2 separate regions of the Mus musculus genome follow, and region 2 is linked to region 1. Evidence: chromatin contacts called from public HiChIP or PLAC-seq data. All regions are on one chromosome and are shown on one strand. Each heading gives the region's core, a stretch centred on a gene start, on an enhancer-like site or on the middle of the called end of the contact. The rest is flanking DNA. Distances are from core to core; before and after follow the strand shown.

The links. HiChIP or PLAC-seq counts read pairs in DNA pulled down with a chosen protein or histone mark.
Region 2: an H3K27ac HiChIP or PLAC-seq map of large pre-B cells shows a contact between it and region 1, with 2.3 times the contacts expected there. The contact joins the promoter of Aqp6 here to the promoter of Troap in region 1. A contact is called at or near these places in 1 of 39 promoter capture datasets (stem cell-derived epiblast-like cells) and 2 of 115 datasets of contacts at active chromatin or transcription factors (bone marrow-derived macrophages and large pre-B cells).

The regions. Positions count from the first base shown.
Region 1 is chr15:99,071,240-99,077,630 of GRCm38.p6, reverse strand. It overlaps Troap (trophinin associated protein), which reads right to left and starts at 2,658. Exons shown (of 14, transcript NM_030159.1): 1 at 2,539-2,658; 2 at 2,133-2,281; 3 at 1,834-2,023; 4 at 186-343; 5 at 1-102. The coding sequence starts at 2,276. It overlaps Gm34284 (predicted gene, 34284), which reads left to right and starts at 2,962. Exons shown (of 3, transcript NR_155351.1): 1 at 2,962-3,075.
Region 2 is chr15:99,597,296-99,603,384 of GRCm38.p6, reverse strand. It overlaps Aqp6 (aquaporin 6), which reads right to left and starts at 2,185. Exons shown (of 5, transcript NM_175087.5): 1 at 1,585-2,185; 2 at 638-796; 3 at 336-416. The coding sequence starts at 1,977. Gm34765 (a long non-coding RNA gene) reads left to right here and starts at 1,843. Exons shown (of 5, transcript XR_875660.2): 1 at 1,843-1,947; 2 at 5,954-6,089.

The DNA.
Region 1 (6,391 bases), core at 1,409-3,908:
CCGGAGTCCCGGGCCCTCCAGTCTTGAGAAGCAGGAAGCCCTGGCAGGACCCACTTGATGGGTGGGGATTCTGGGAGCCAGGTATGCAGAAGACCTTGCACTCTGGACCACCAATAAAAGCTGTCAGCAAGACTCAAAAATCACCCTTAGTCCACCCCAGCCTGGTCTCACCTCCTTCTCATTACCTGGCCCCTCTGGGTGGTGCCTCCCTTTCTCTCACGGACTAGCACTCTCTGAGCCAGACTGGACCGGTACCCCTGGGGACAGCTCTTCACTCCCTCACCTGACAAGATGGTGGCCAGGGCTGCAGGGTCAGCCACAAACTCTATAGCCCCTATGGCCTCTGCAAGGGAAGAGACAGGATGAGGGGAGGCCGAGGGACAGGTGCTGCTCATACCCAGTAACAGTGAGCGAAAGAAACATTATCCAAGCCAGGCTATGCGGTGCACGCCTGTAAAACCAGAATGTAGGATACTGAGGCAGGAGAACCAGGTGTTCAAGGCCAGCCACCAGCTCATAGAGAGCTCAGAGCCTGGACTACATAAGGTCTTAAGAGACGGGAGGAGATCATTCGGTTGAACCTAAGCTCACCAAAGTTTGAAGAATTTCATGTAAGCTATTGCTCTAAACAGTGGGGTATAACATAAAACAACGGTTTTGCCATACAGGACCCATCACCGGGGGCTGGAGAGATGCCATGGGGATTAAGAGCAGTCACACGGTTACTGTTCTTGCACAGGACTGACTGGTGTTCAGTTCTTAGCATCTACGTCAGGTGGCCGGCCTGGAACTCCAGCTCTAAGACAATCCAGTGCCTCCGGCCCCCACAGGCACCTGCTCACACATACACATCATTAAAACCAATCTCTTTTTAGAGGCTAGAGAGATGGCTCAGTTGCTAAGAGCCACTGGCTGTTCTTCTGGGAGACCTGGGTTCTACTTCCAGCACCCACATGGCAGCTCACGGCCAGCTATAACTTTAGCTCTAGGGATTCCAATGTCCTCTTCTGAACTCCATGGGTACTGCACTCACATGGACTCACATAAAATAAAAAATAGATCTTTAAGCCGGGCGTGGTGGCGCATGCCTTTAATCCCAGAACTTGGGAGGCAGAGGCAGGCGGATTTCTGAGTTCGAGGCCAGCCTGGTCTACAAAGTGAGTTCCAGGACAGCAAGGGCTACACAGAGAAACCCTGTCTCAAAAAAAAAAAAATAGATCTTTAAAATATATATTTATGGGCTGGTGAGATGGCTCAGTGGTTAAGAGCACCCGACTGCTCTTCCGAAGGTCCGGAGTTCAAATCCCAGCAACCACATGGTAGCTCACAACCATCTGGAACAAGATCTGACTCCCTCTTCTGGAGTGTCTGAAGACAGCTACAGTGTACTTACATATAATAAATAAATAAATCTTTAATATATATATATATTTATTGTTGAAAAGGAAGAATTAAAGCTGAAGTATGGACAGATTATAAAGACTCAGCATAACAATGAGCAAATGACTGTGACTGTCTTGCCCAGGGTTGCTAAAAAGGCCCAGAAGATGTCTTTTTTTTTTTAGATACAATATAATTGTTTAGGCCTGGAGTTCAATAGGTAAAAGGTGTCCAATTCACAGAGACCACTTGCCTCTGCCTCCTAAAGTGCTGGGATTAGAGGCATGAACCACCATGCCAGGCAAAAGATGGCATTTTGCTGAAAGTGATGGTTTCTCAGAGCAAAGAGGTTTCTGGACAAAACCCAGGTCTCTTGCAGTATGCAAGACCTCCACTTTGGGTCTCCCATTCTCACTCAGCCAAGTAGGCTGCCCCCAGGTCTGGAACAGGTACCTGTCTGGGGATGGGTCACAAGCCCCACATTTGATCCCCCAGAGCTAGGCTTGAGTTCCTCCAGAGGGTTCCGCAGGGTCTTCAAGCTTGGTGATTTTTCAGTCTGGTGCAAGGTTTTCGATCTGAGGCCTGCCGTGTCAGTGAGTGGACGTTGACGTTGAGTACTGCGCGGTGGTTTCTGTGCTGGTGTCTAGGGGGAAGGGGGAAAAAGCTGGGATTCAGTGCGGGGGTGGGGTGGGGATGGGGGGTGGGGGTGCATTGCTGACTCGAGGTGCCTCCTTGTGTCCAGCCCCTCCTACCCTCGGATCTTGGTTCTCCTGGTCCAGAGAGCGCGACTTGACTGAGGAAAAATCTTGGCATCTTTGGGAGAGTACTGGAATCTTGCTAGGGTTGGGAGATACACCTCGGAGATGGGGATCCTTATTGGTTTGGAGGGTAGTCATGGCGGCTATAATGGAGATGAGAGAAGAAGGTAGACAGGACTGAGGACCAAAGCAAATCACTTCTCAAAGCATGGGTGCTGATATCCCTGATTCTTTCCCCTTGGTCCCAATCCATGTGCCTAGAAGCCCGCACCGGCAGCAAGGCCGCTCTCCTGGCAACTCTTCCAGAAACCCTAAGTCTGCTATCTCGCCCCGGAGCTCCAAACTGCTCTCCTCCCTAGGAACCTCGGCAGGACTCCCCTCTAAGATCCTCGTGCCGCACCATTCCAGGAGGCCCTCCGGGTCACCTCTACTTCCTCGGGTTTTTCGCCGATTTCTTGGGTTTCTGCTTCTGCTTCTGCTTGCGGCTGCTGCTGCTTCCCCGGTTTGTAAAATACGCCAAGCTCCTGATTGGCTGGTACCCGGTGACTCGGAGGGTCGTGACGTCACACGGAGCCACCCAATCCGCAGGCTCCGAAGGCGGGGCCAGAGAAGGACTAGTCGCCGAAACGTTTTCTTGATGGGAGAACAACTGACCAGCTCTCTCGGCCAATCCGAGGACGGAGCGCGAGTGGCAGGATGGGGGCGGAAAGCCAGGGAGGATGCTGTTCTGAAGCCCGGGAAGGCCAGTCTGGACTGCAACGGGCATTACCGTACTCTCGCGAGAGCTGGAGCCAACCGAGGGCTGGCCCCTCATGAAGACCGCGGAATTGTGGGAAAGATTGGCCATCGAGACCACTGTTGACCACACTCTGAACGTAGTGCACGGCCGGGTTTTGGGAACCATGGGCACTTCTTGCAGGAGATAGGAGCCTAATGGGTGAGAGGGCTGGAGGTACCTGAACTGTTGGAGCCCAACGAGAACGAGGAGCCAAGAAATCCTGTGTCCACTCGGACCTCACACCCTGGTGGGATGTGGTCAGGCCCAGGGTGGCTGGAGCTCTGTTAATCAGAATTGAAGGGCTCCTCCTGGGTGGGGAGATCTCTGCATCTTCAGGTTTCCTTCCACCGGTCTGGATGAGAGGGCTCACCTGCTCCTTACTGGCAGGCAACTGTGAGGCTGCCAGATGATGGAGATGGGGGTGGGCAATGTCTCACCCCACCCCACCTGAGAGTGGCCTCAAACTCGCAGCTTCCTGCTTCAGGAAGCTCGGATTGCACACTCCCTGCATAGTTTAAAGGGTGCTGACCAGCAAGCCAGGAACATAGGCGTGCTTCCGGATCTCCCCTTCCATATGCCACTTCTTTTCACACCTACGGATTTTATACCTTTGAGCATCTATTCAGCTGTTTAGCCAGATGAAACAGAGCACACAGAGACAGTCAGCTTGGTTTTATTTTATTTTTTTAAAAGATTTATTTATTATTATTCATTAGTACACTGTAGCTGTCTTCAGATGCACCAGAAGAGGGCGTCAGATCTCATTACGGATGGTTGTGAGCCACCATGTGGTTGCTGGGATTTGAACTCAGGACGTTTGGAAGAGCAGTCAGTGCTCTTAACCGCTGAGCCATCTCGCCAGCCCTCAGCTTGGTTTTAAAAGCGATTGTCTTCCAAATAATTTCCTTGCCCAACCCCTTGAGTCGTTTTATTTTAAATATATATGCTTTTAGTTAAACAATTTATTTTTATTATATGTAAGTACACTGTAGCTGTCTTCAGACACTCCAGAAGAGGGAGTCAGATCTCATTAAGGATGGTTGTGAGCCACCATGTGGTTGCTGGGATTTGAACTCAGGACCTTCGGAAGAGCAGTCGGTGCTCTTAACCTCTGAGCCATCTCTGCAGTCCCCCAACATTTTTTTTAAAAAGATTTATTTATTTTAAGTATGTGAGTACACTGTCACTGTCTTCAGGCACACCAGAAGACGACATTGTATCCTGTTACAGGTGGTCCTGAGCCACGATGTGGTTGCTGGGAATTGAACTCAGGACCTCTGGAAGAGCAGCCACCATTCTTTTTTTTTTTTTTTTTTTTTCCGAGCCAGGGTTTCTCTGTGTAGCCCTGGCTGTCCTGGAACTCACTTTGTAGACCAGGCTAGCCTTGAACTCAGAAATTCGCCTGCCTCTGCCTCCCGAGTGCTGGGATTAAAGGTGTGGACCACCGCGCCCCGCTAGCAGCCACCATTTTTAACCACCCTCTCCCCAGCCCTGAAACATAAACCAGAGCTCATAAAAGCACAAAGTTGGAAACCATAATATACAAGCAAAAGACCAGTAAGACAAACAATGCCCAAACAAAGCCGTATGAGACAAGAAGTCTACCAAACACACCACTGAGTTAGTCTGATGTTGGCTATCTACCACTGGGCATGGGGCCCACCCCTAAGTGTGGTTAGCACATCCAGTGAGATTCCACTGGGGAAGACTAACTTCCTTTGCAAGCAGTTGTCAATTGGAGGTAGCTTCTTGGTTAGGGATGGAAGCTTGTGGCTTCTGTCCCCTGCCTCTCAGCCTGGGACCCAGTCTGGCTTGAGCCTGTGCAGGCCCCGTGTGTCCTGCCACAGTCTCTGTGAGCTCACATGTGCATCAGTCCTGCTGTGTCTGGAAGACTATGTTCTTTTAGAGCCATCCATCCCCTTTGGCTGTTAACATCTTTTCTGCCTTCTCTTCTGAATAGTTCCTTGAGCCCTCAGGGGAGTTCCCAACCCGTTCTGTCTACATGAATCCGTTTCTTCTGGAGAAAATTTCCAAAATGTTGTGCCTTAGTTATCTGCACACTAAACCTAGCATTCTGCGGCATGCCGCTCTGCCCACTTGCTCTCTGCCTTCTGCGAGGGAGAATTCTTGACAAGAAGCTGTGTCCACAATGACTGGTTAAATCTTCAGTGACTGGGGGCTAAAGAGATGGCTCAGCAGTTAAGAGCACTGGCTTTTCTTCTAGAGCACCGGGGTTCAATGCCCAGCACCCATATGGCAGCTCACAACTGTAGCTCCCCTTCCAGGAGATCTGACTCCCTCACACAGACAGGCAAAACACCAATGTACATAAAATAAAAATAATAAATAAATAAAAAAGCTTCAGTGACTGAAGGAGATGGAATGGTACAGTTAAGAAACAGTGAGAGGCTGGAGAGATGGCTCAGTGGTTAAGAGCACTGGCTGCTTGCTCTTCCAGAGGTCCTGAGTTCAATTCCCAGCAACCAAATGGTGGCTCACAACTTTCTCTCCTAGTGTCTGCTGCCCTCTTCTGGGATGCAGGTGTACATACATACAGAGCACTCATTTACATAAAATAAATCTTTAAAAAAGAAAAGAAACCAACTACAATTTACCTTGGGCCATCTTTAGTTCCCGCCCATTCTTTGCCTACCTCTATACAGGTGGAAACTTTATGGATTATATTAACAAAATCCAGTTTTCCACCCATCAAAGGGCTAGAAATGCTCTCATCCATCTGAGGCCTGTAGCTGAGATTCCCTCACAAGGGGCTCTTTCTGATGTTAACTCCAGTGTGTTTTTATTTTATTTCTGTGTGTTTTGCCTGTGTGTGCACATGCATGTGTGTGTGTGTGTGTGTGTGTGTGTGTGTGTGTGTGTGTGCCCCACATGCATGTCTGAATGTCTGAAGCCTATAGAGGTCAGGAGATGACATCAGATCCCCTGGAGCTGGAGTTGAATAATTGTGCGCCATCATGTGGTTTCTGGGAATCAAGCCTAGCTCCTTTGGAAACACAAAAGTGTTCTTTTTTTTCTTTTTTCTTTTTGTTTTTAGAGACAGGGTTTCTCTGTGTGGCCCTGGCTATCCTGGAACTCACTCTGTAGACCAGGCTGGCCTCAAACTCAGAAATCTGCCTGCCTCTGCCTCCCAAGTGCTGAGATTAAAGGTGTGCTCCACCACTGCCTGGCACAATAAGTGTTCTTAATCCCTGAGCCATCTCTCCAATCCCCACCAAAGCATTTTTAAAATGTCCTGAGGGCAGGAGGTCGGGATGCACACCTTCAATCTTAGCACACTGGATGCTGAGACCTGCAAGTCCCTGTGCATTTGAGGCCAGCCTTGTCCACATAAGAAATTCCAGGCCAGCCAAGGCTAAATAATAAAACCCTGTCTCAAAATAAAATAAAATGCCTTGATTTATAACTCTCTGTTATTTAGCCATCAAAACACCCTGCTTCTACCTCCAGACAGTGA
Region 2 (6,089 bases), core at 936-3,435, 530 kb before region 1:
AGTTTGAAATTTGGTCCAGCTGGAGAAGGCGAAGAAGGAAACGGCCGGAACAGGAAACCTGGGCCAAGGCTGCAGTTTCTGCCCTGGCCCATTTTGTGTGAGTCCCTGGATACTGCAGGATATTGGAGCTGAAAGTCAATGCAAGCCGGGACACTCACCTTGGCTTTTTGAATGTAGGGAAAGCTGCACTCCTGGGTGGTTTAAATAGCCTGGGAGGGCAGGAGCTGGTTTATTCAACTCTATATGGATTTCCTAATAGCAAAACCTGCTATCTCTATTCCTTCTGCCTAACCCCACCACCACACACCCTCAAGGCTACCAGTGGAGGACCTCACCCAATGGACTGCGAACTTCCCAACAATGACGGCAGGGCCGAAGGAGCGGGCTGGGTTCATGGAACAGCCAGTGAAGTAGATCTGGTAGGGCAAAGAATGAGGGTTTGAGGCAGCCTGGAGGAGGACGTTTCCCCACTGTCCTAGCTCAGAATATTAGAGGGCATTCCTTCAGCCACAAGAGAGGAGGGGCTTAGGGAGAACATTTCCTGGCCTTTTATGGTCCTGTAGCCTTTAGGGCCTTAGGGTTCTTCAGGGAGAGTTCCCGTATGTGCACATGCATGGTGTCCTCCTTTGTCTCTTACCCCAATGAGGTGGCCCAGTGCCACAGAGGTTCCAATCATGGCAGCTGGGGACGCCAAGGTCTGCCGGCCATCCATGGAAGCAAAGACACAGAGCACCAGCTGCAGCGTCAGAACCAGCTCCACGGCCACCGCCTGGCCAGTTGATGTGCTGTTGTGGACCTTAGCAGAGAGGATTGCACTGGAGTGGACTTGGGCTCTGAGCACAGGACAGTGAGACTCCCTAGTCCTTCCTACTCTCCCCGGCTGAGGGCTGATGCAGGACCCTAAGGAGGTCTGTGGGGTCTGTGCAGCCGGCTCGCATTGCATCCGGATGCCTGCTCCCCGTGCAAGTGCCTGACACGTCTCCCACTCTCCCATTGAGTGAGGCCCGCGGTTCAACGGTGCCTCAGAAGTTAAGGAGTGATGAAAAAGCTTGAGGGAAGAATGGAGGGGCTGCGGGTAGAGGTGGAAGCAGATGGAGCAAAGATGATGAGAGGAGTGAAGCAGGCCTCGGAAACAGAGAAACCAGCAGGATACACAGAGAGAGTACAAGGCCAGTTAGGTAGGGCTCTCCCTCTCCCTCTCCCTCTCCCTCTCCCTCTCCCTCTCCCTCTCCCTCTCCCTCTCCCTCTCCTTCTCTCTCTCTCCTCTCCCTCTCCCTCTCCCTCTCCCTCTCCCTCTCCCTCTCCCTCTCCCTCTCCCTCTCCCTCTCAAGCCCAGCTTGGCTCCTCGCTGACAGCTCTTAGCTGCCCCTGATTCCCTCCCCTTCGTATTGTCTCGGTGTCCCATCTGTTTATCACACCATGTTGCCATTTCTGTCTGGCCTAGGTGAATGCTTAAATGGGAGAGGAACCCGGGGCAGCTCAGAATAGCTACATTGTTTCCTCCTGTCTGGCCTCCCACCGTGACCATCTGACTCCCTCAGGTGCCCTATCATCTGCCACATGACTGGGCCTCTTTGCACCTACCACGTTGACCCCAAGGGTCTCTCGAATACCTCCTGGAGTTACCCCGTAAAGAAGAGCAGCCCCAGCTGTGGCCCCAGCCAGCTGCGCAGCGATATAGGCCATAGCCCGAGGCAGAGAGATATGGGATCCCACGAGGTAGGCCAGGGTCACAGCAGGGTTGGCGTGGGCCCCGCTGGTCTTCCAGGAGATCTGCACGGCTGTGGCTGTGGCCAGATTGAAGGTGATGGCGATCTGGAGCACAGAGGGAAGCGCCACAGGCCAGGGCAGAACAGAGCCCACACCAAAGAAAACGTACAGCCCCGTGGCCAGGAACTCAGCAAAAAGCGCCTTGCTGATGGCGGTCCAAAGCCCGCCAACCAGAAGGTAAGCCCTGCTACACAGCCCTGGCTCCATGTCTTGTCACCTGCTTGCCTTCAGGTCTGCTGCCTCTTCTCCCTGATTCGTTCTGTTCCCTCAGGTCTCTTGACCCCTCCCCAGCTCTCCTGGCCTCCCTTTCTGTGGCAGCTTCCCCAGCCAGCTAAGGTGCCCCCAGCACACTGCTGGCCTTAGAAACAAGCTGCTCAGATTCATGGGGAGCCAGCTGATGGCATTGTGCGTGTCTGGGGGTGGGAGGTTCAGAGTGCTCACGTGTCTGTTCCAGCTCGGGGCTCACCTGACAGGAGGGGGCCAGGCCAGTAAGGAGGAACACTGGGCACTGAGCTGGAACCTCCCGGGACTGGCTGCCAAAAGAAGTCTAGCCTGGGACTTGGGGACTTGGGGAGTGGAAGTCAGATCCCTAATGTCAGCTTAGAGACCAGCAAGATCATGGAGAAACCCACATCCAAGGCCTGCTGCAGGGGTGCCTGTGTGCTAATTGCCTAGTCTCTTCTTCTTAAATGGTGGGGTGTATTCTGTGCCCCATAAGCCCAGGTGCGAAATTAAGTTCTTTCCACCATTCCCCCGTAAAACATGGCATCCAGGTCTCAGGCACGGGCAATCAACTTGATTGAGGATGTGGTCCTGGTGGTGTGGAAAGGAGCTGGGGTTCACCACACGGATGCTCAAACCATGATAGCTGCTGCATGTGGCCCGAACAGTTCTGCTGTCCGCCGGTGGGGGATCCCCTGTGCTTTTTCCCTCACTTCCTGCCTCTCTGCCTCCCTTCGGGACCTTGTTCTCAGAGCCCCCCACCCCCATGATTTATTACATCAGATGGGTTATCTACTTATATAGCTATGTCATCCTAAAGTGTCACCGTGCCTCTTCCCCAGTAGCATCAGATTTCTCAAACAGAGGTGTTCCCTCTGTGGAGCTGCCCAAGCAATACCTGCATCCTGCCCTAACCCTGGCTGCACCTGGTTAACTGCAGGCTCCTCAAACAGAGTCTGTCCCCAAATGCCACCCTCCCTGTCTCCCACACTTCTCTCCAGCGCAGTTGGTGGCACCCAAGAAGTGTCTTTGACCCCTTTCCAGAGGAAGGCATCGAACTCTGCTAGTTTTGAATCCCGAGTGGTCCCGGCTGGGCTCTCCTCCTCACCGTGCAGCCTTTAGCCGGTCCGCCCTCACTTTGCCCTCCTCAGTCCTCCACACTGCGGTCTGAATGATGCTTTGTTTTGTTTTGTTTTTTAAAGCAGTGCTCAGCCGGCTGCTGTCCTGCTGCAGTCTCTGCCACCCTCTTTGGAGGTCTAAGCCAGAATGACAAGGTCCTGTGGGGCCCCATTCCTCCTGCCTCCCTCGTCCTTCTTCCTTTGTCCCCTGGCATCCTGGGATGAACATCCTGCCATCTCCACCCCCACCCCCACCCCTTCATGGAGAGCCTTCTGTACTCTTCGCCTGAACCTCTTAACCCATCCTGGAGGACAGCTTCCAGCGCCACCTGCTCTGTCCTAAGGCCATCTCTGTGTGTTGCCGCCATACCTAAAGCCTTTCCATGTACAAGTCAGCACACTCCTGCCACGGTGTTACTATGTCTCCCAAACAAGGTGATCAGCCCTCAGGGGGAGGAATCACATTTTGTTCTATATATAGTGTCCTGCACAGAGACTGCCTACGAGAGAGACCCAGTAATGAGAGCAGGTGACTGTGTGGTTGGTTTCAATCTCATTCCGCTATTTCTACGGCTGCCCTCCTGCCCCCTCGTAGGACCAAACCCTCTGACATCTTCAAGGGAAAGCTCCAATTCTGGACCACGGGCTCTACTGTACCCTCCCCATCGCAGTCACAGTCAGACCCCTCCCTCTCCCAGTCTGTCCTGGATTTCCCTTGCTCTCCTCAGAGGAACCCTTGGTTTCTTACTGGGCACAGCATGCTCTTGCCAGTGCCCTACTGCCCCTCCCCTTCCCCTCTGCTGCCCATTATCATTCTCATCCACACCTCTCTGCCCCCGGACTGTGTTGCCAGGCCCAGCTGGTGGGACTGGAGGCCGCACAGGCTCAGCTGTAACGGGAGGTCTCTGTCGTCTCATCTGCGAGTGTCATTCCCGCCTCCCCCAGCCTCCTACTGATATAACGCTGGATGCTCAGGATTGGTGGAGACCTCAGCTTAGAGTCAGTTCCAGGCTCATTTATGCTGGACAATAAATACACCCTTGACCCCTAGGCTGAATCTGCTGGGGACAGGCACGCACCAGGCTTCCCCCCCACTCCGGCCTCAGGAGACCAAGCTCTGCTCGTTAATCTTCCCACAGTTCTGCTGGCCCTAGGTCCTTCTCTTCCTTTTTTGTTTGTTTGCTTGTTCTTTTTGGTTTGATTTTGTTTCTGTTTGTTTGTTTGTTTGTTTGTTTGTTTTTTTTTTGAGACAGGGTTTCTCTGTGTAGCCCTGGCTGTCCTGTTACTCACTCTGTACACCAGGCTGGCCTCAAACTCAGAGATCTGCCTGCCTCTGCCTCCCGAGTGCTGGGACTAATGATTGTGCCGCCACCATACTCCCATCCTTTTTTTAAAAAAAATTATTTTATTTTATTTTTTTAAAGATTTTATTTATTTTTATGTATATGAGTACACTGTCGCTGTCTTCAGACACACCGGAAGAGGGCACCAGATTCCATTTCACATGGTTGTGAGCCACCTTGTGGATGCTGGGAATTGAACTCAGGACCTCTGGAAGAGCAGTCAGTGCTCTGAACTGCTGTGCCATCTCTCCAGCCCCCTTTCCCATTCTTAAAAACTATTACTATTATTTACATTTTCATTTTATTGTGTGTCTATGAGTATGTGCACATCTAATTTCAGAGGTCATTTCAGGAGTCAGTTGTTTCCTTCTACCATGTGGGTCCTAGGGATTGAACCCAGGTCGTCTGTCTGTCAGGCTTGACACAGGTGTCTCTCTCCCTGAGCCATCCCTCTGCCTGTTTCCCCCATCCCTCAGACTTCCACACTCCTCCCAAACTCCTTGCTCCCTCTGAGTTCCCCTCATCGTACTCAGAAAGCCAAGCCTTCTCCCATCTGACAGCTCAACCATGGCCCATACCCTACCCAGCTGCCCATGGTGCTAAACAGAGGTGACCTTTCTCTTATGTCAGAGATCCTTCCAAAATGCCACACTGGTCATGTGACCCCACTGCCCACCAAAGCTTCAGGGGCTCCCCATTACCTCAGGTTCAAGTCTGAACGTCTATGTCCAACCTGCCAGGAGAGACTACTTCCTCCTGCCCACCCCCCATCTCCACCCTGACCTCTTTACTACAGAGGGCCAAACACTCACAGTGTCTCTAAATGAGCTTTTGAGTCTCCTCCACACAGGAGAGGGCATTTCTCCTGCCTCTCTCCTTCAGTCCAGTTCTCCTGTGAAGCCTTGTGCTCCTTCCCAGCAGAATCAGAGCTACATAGAGAAAGCAGGCTTGAGCCGCAGATGAGGGCATCCGAGGGGCCTGCTTCTCTGCCTTCTCCTGGGTTGAGCCCAATAAAAGGAAGGGCGTTTACCACAGCCCCCTAGCCTGGCTTGGGGCATGTTCCAACAGCATGGTTCCTGTGTGGAAAGCTTTGGGTAAGACAAATGGGAGCTTGTGTACTGCGCCCCTCACCTACTGCTTGGCCTCTGTGATCTCAGCACCTTGCTGGTAAAACAGGTATTGTTTTGTGCCCATGTGTTGGGAGAAGCAGCTGCAGACACCTGGTAAGTGCCTTTAGTCAGAACCGCTATCAGGTTCGCCTCCAGGGCACAGCAGTGAAGATTAGCGGGAAGGGGAAGGGTCTTGACCTCCGTGGCAGGTCAGGGCCAAGTGCTCCCTGCAGCAGCCTTGCTCTGGTTTCTGAGGCAAAAGGCTCCTAGTGCAGAAATGGCTTCTTTCAAGACCACATAGGACACAGCCTCCTTGGATCCTGCTTAGCCTGGGACAAGGTCTTTTACCCACTAAGGGCAGGCAGTCATTGTCCAGTTCCTGTTTTTCCAGCCCCAACCAGCATTTTCCTGGACCCAGACGTTCCTGACTCTAGTGCCAAGCTTAGAGCTCAGAAGCCTTTTGTCCCAGCCCCACACCTGGCTGCTCCGATGGATGTCCCCTCCGATGGATGGAGCCTTCTCAGCCC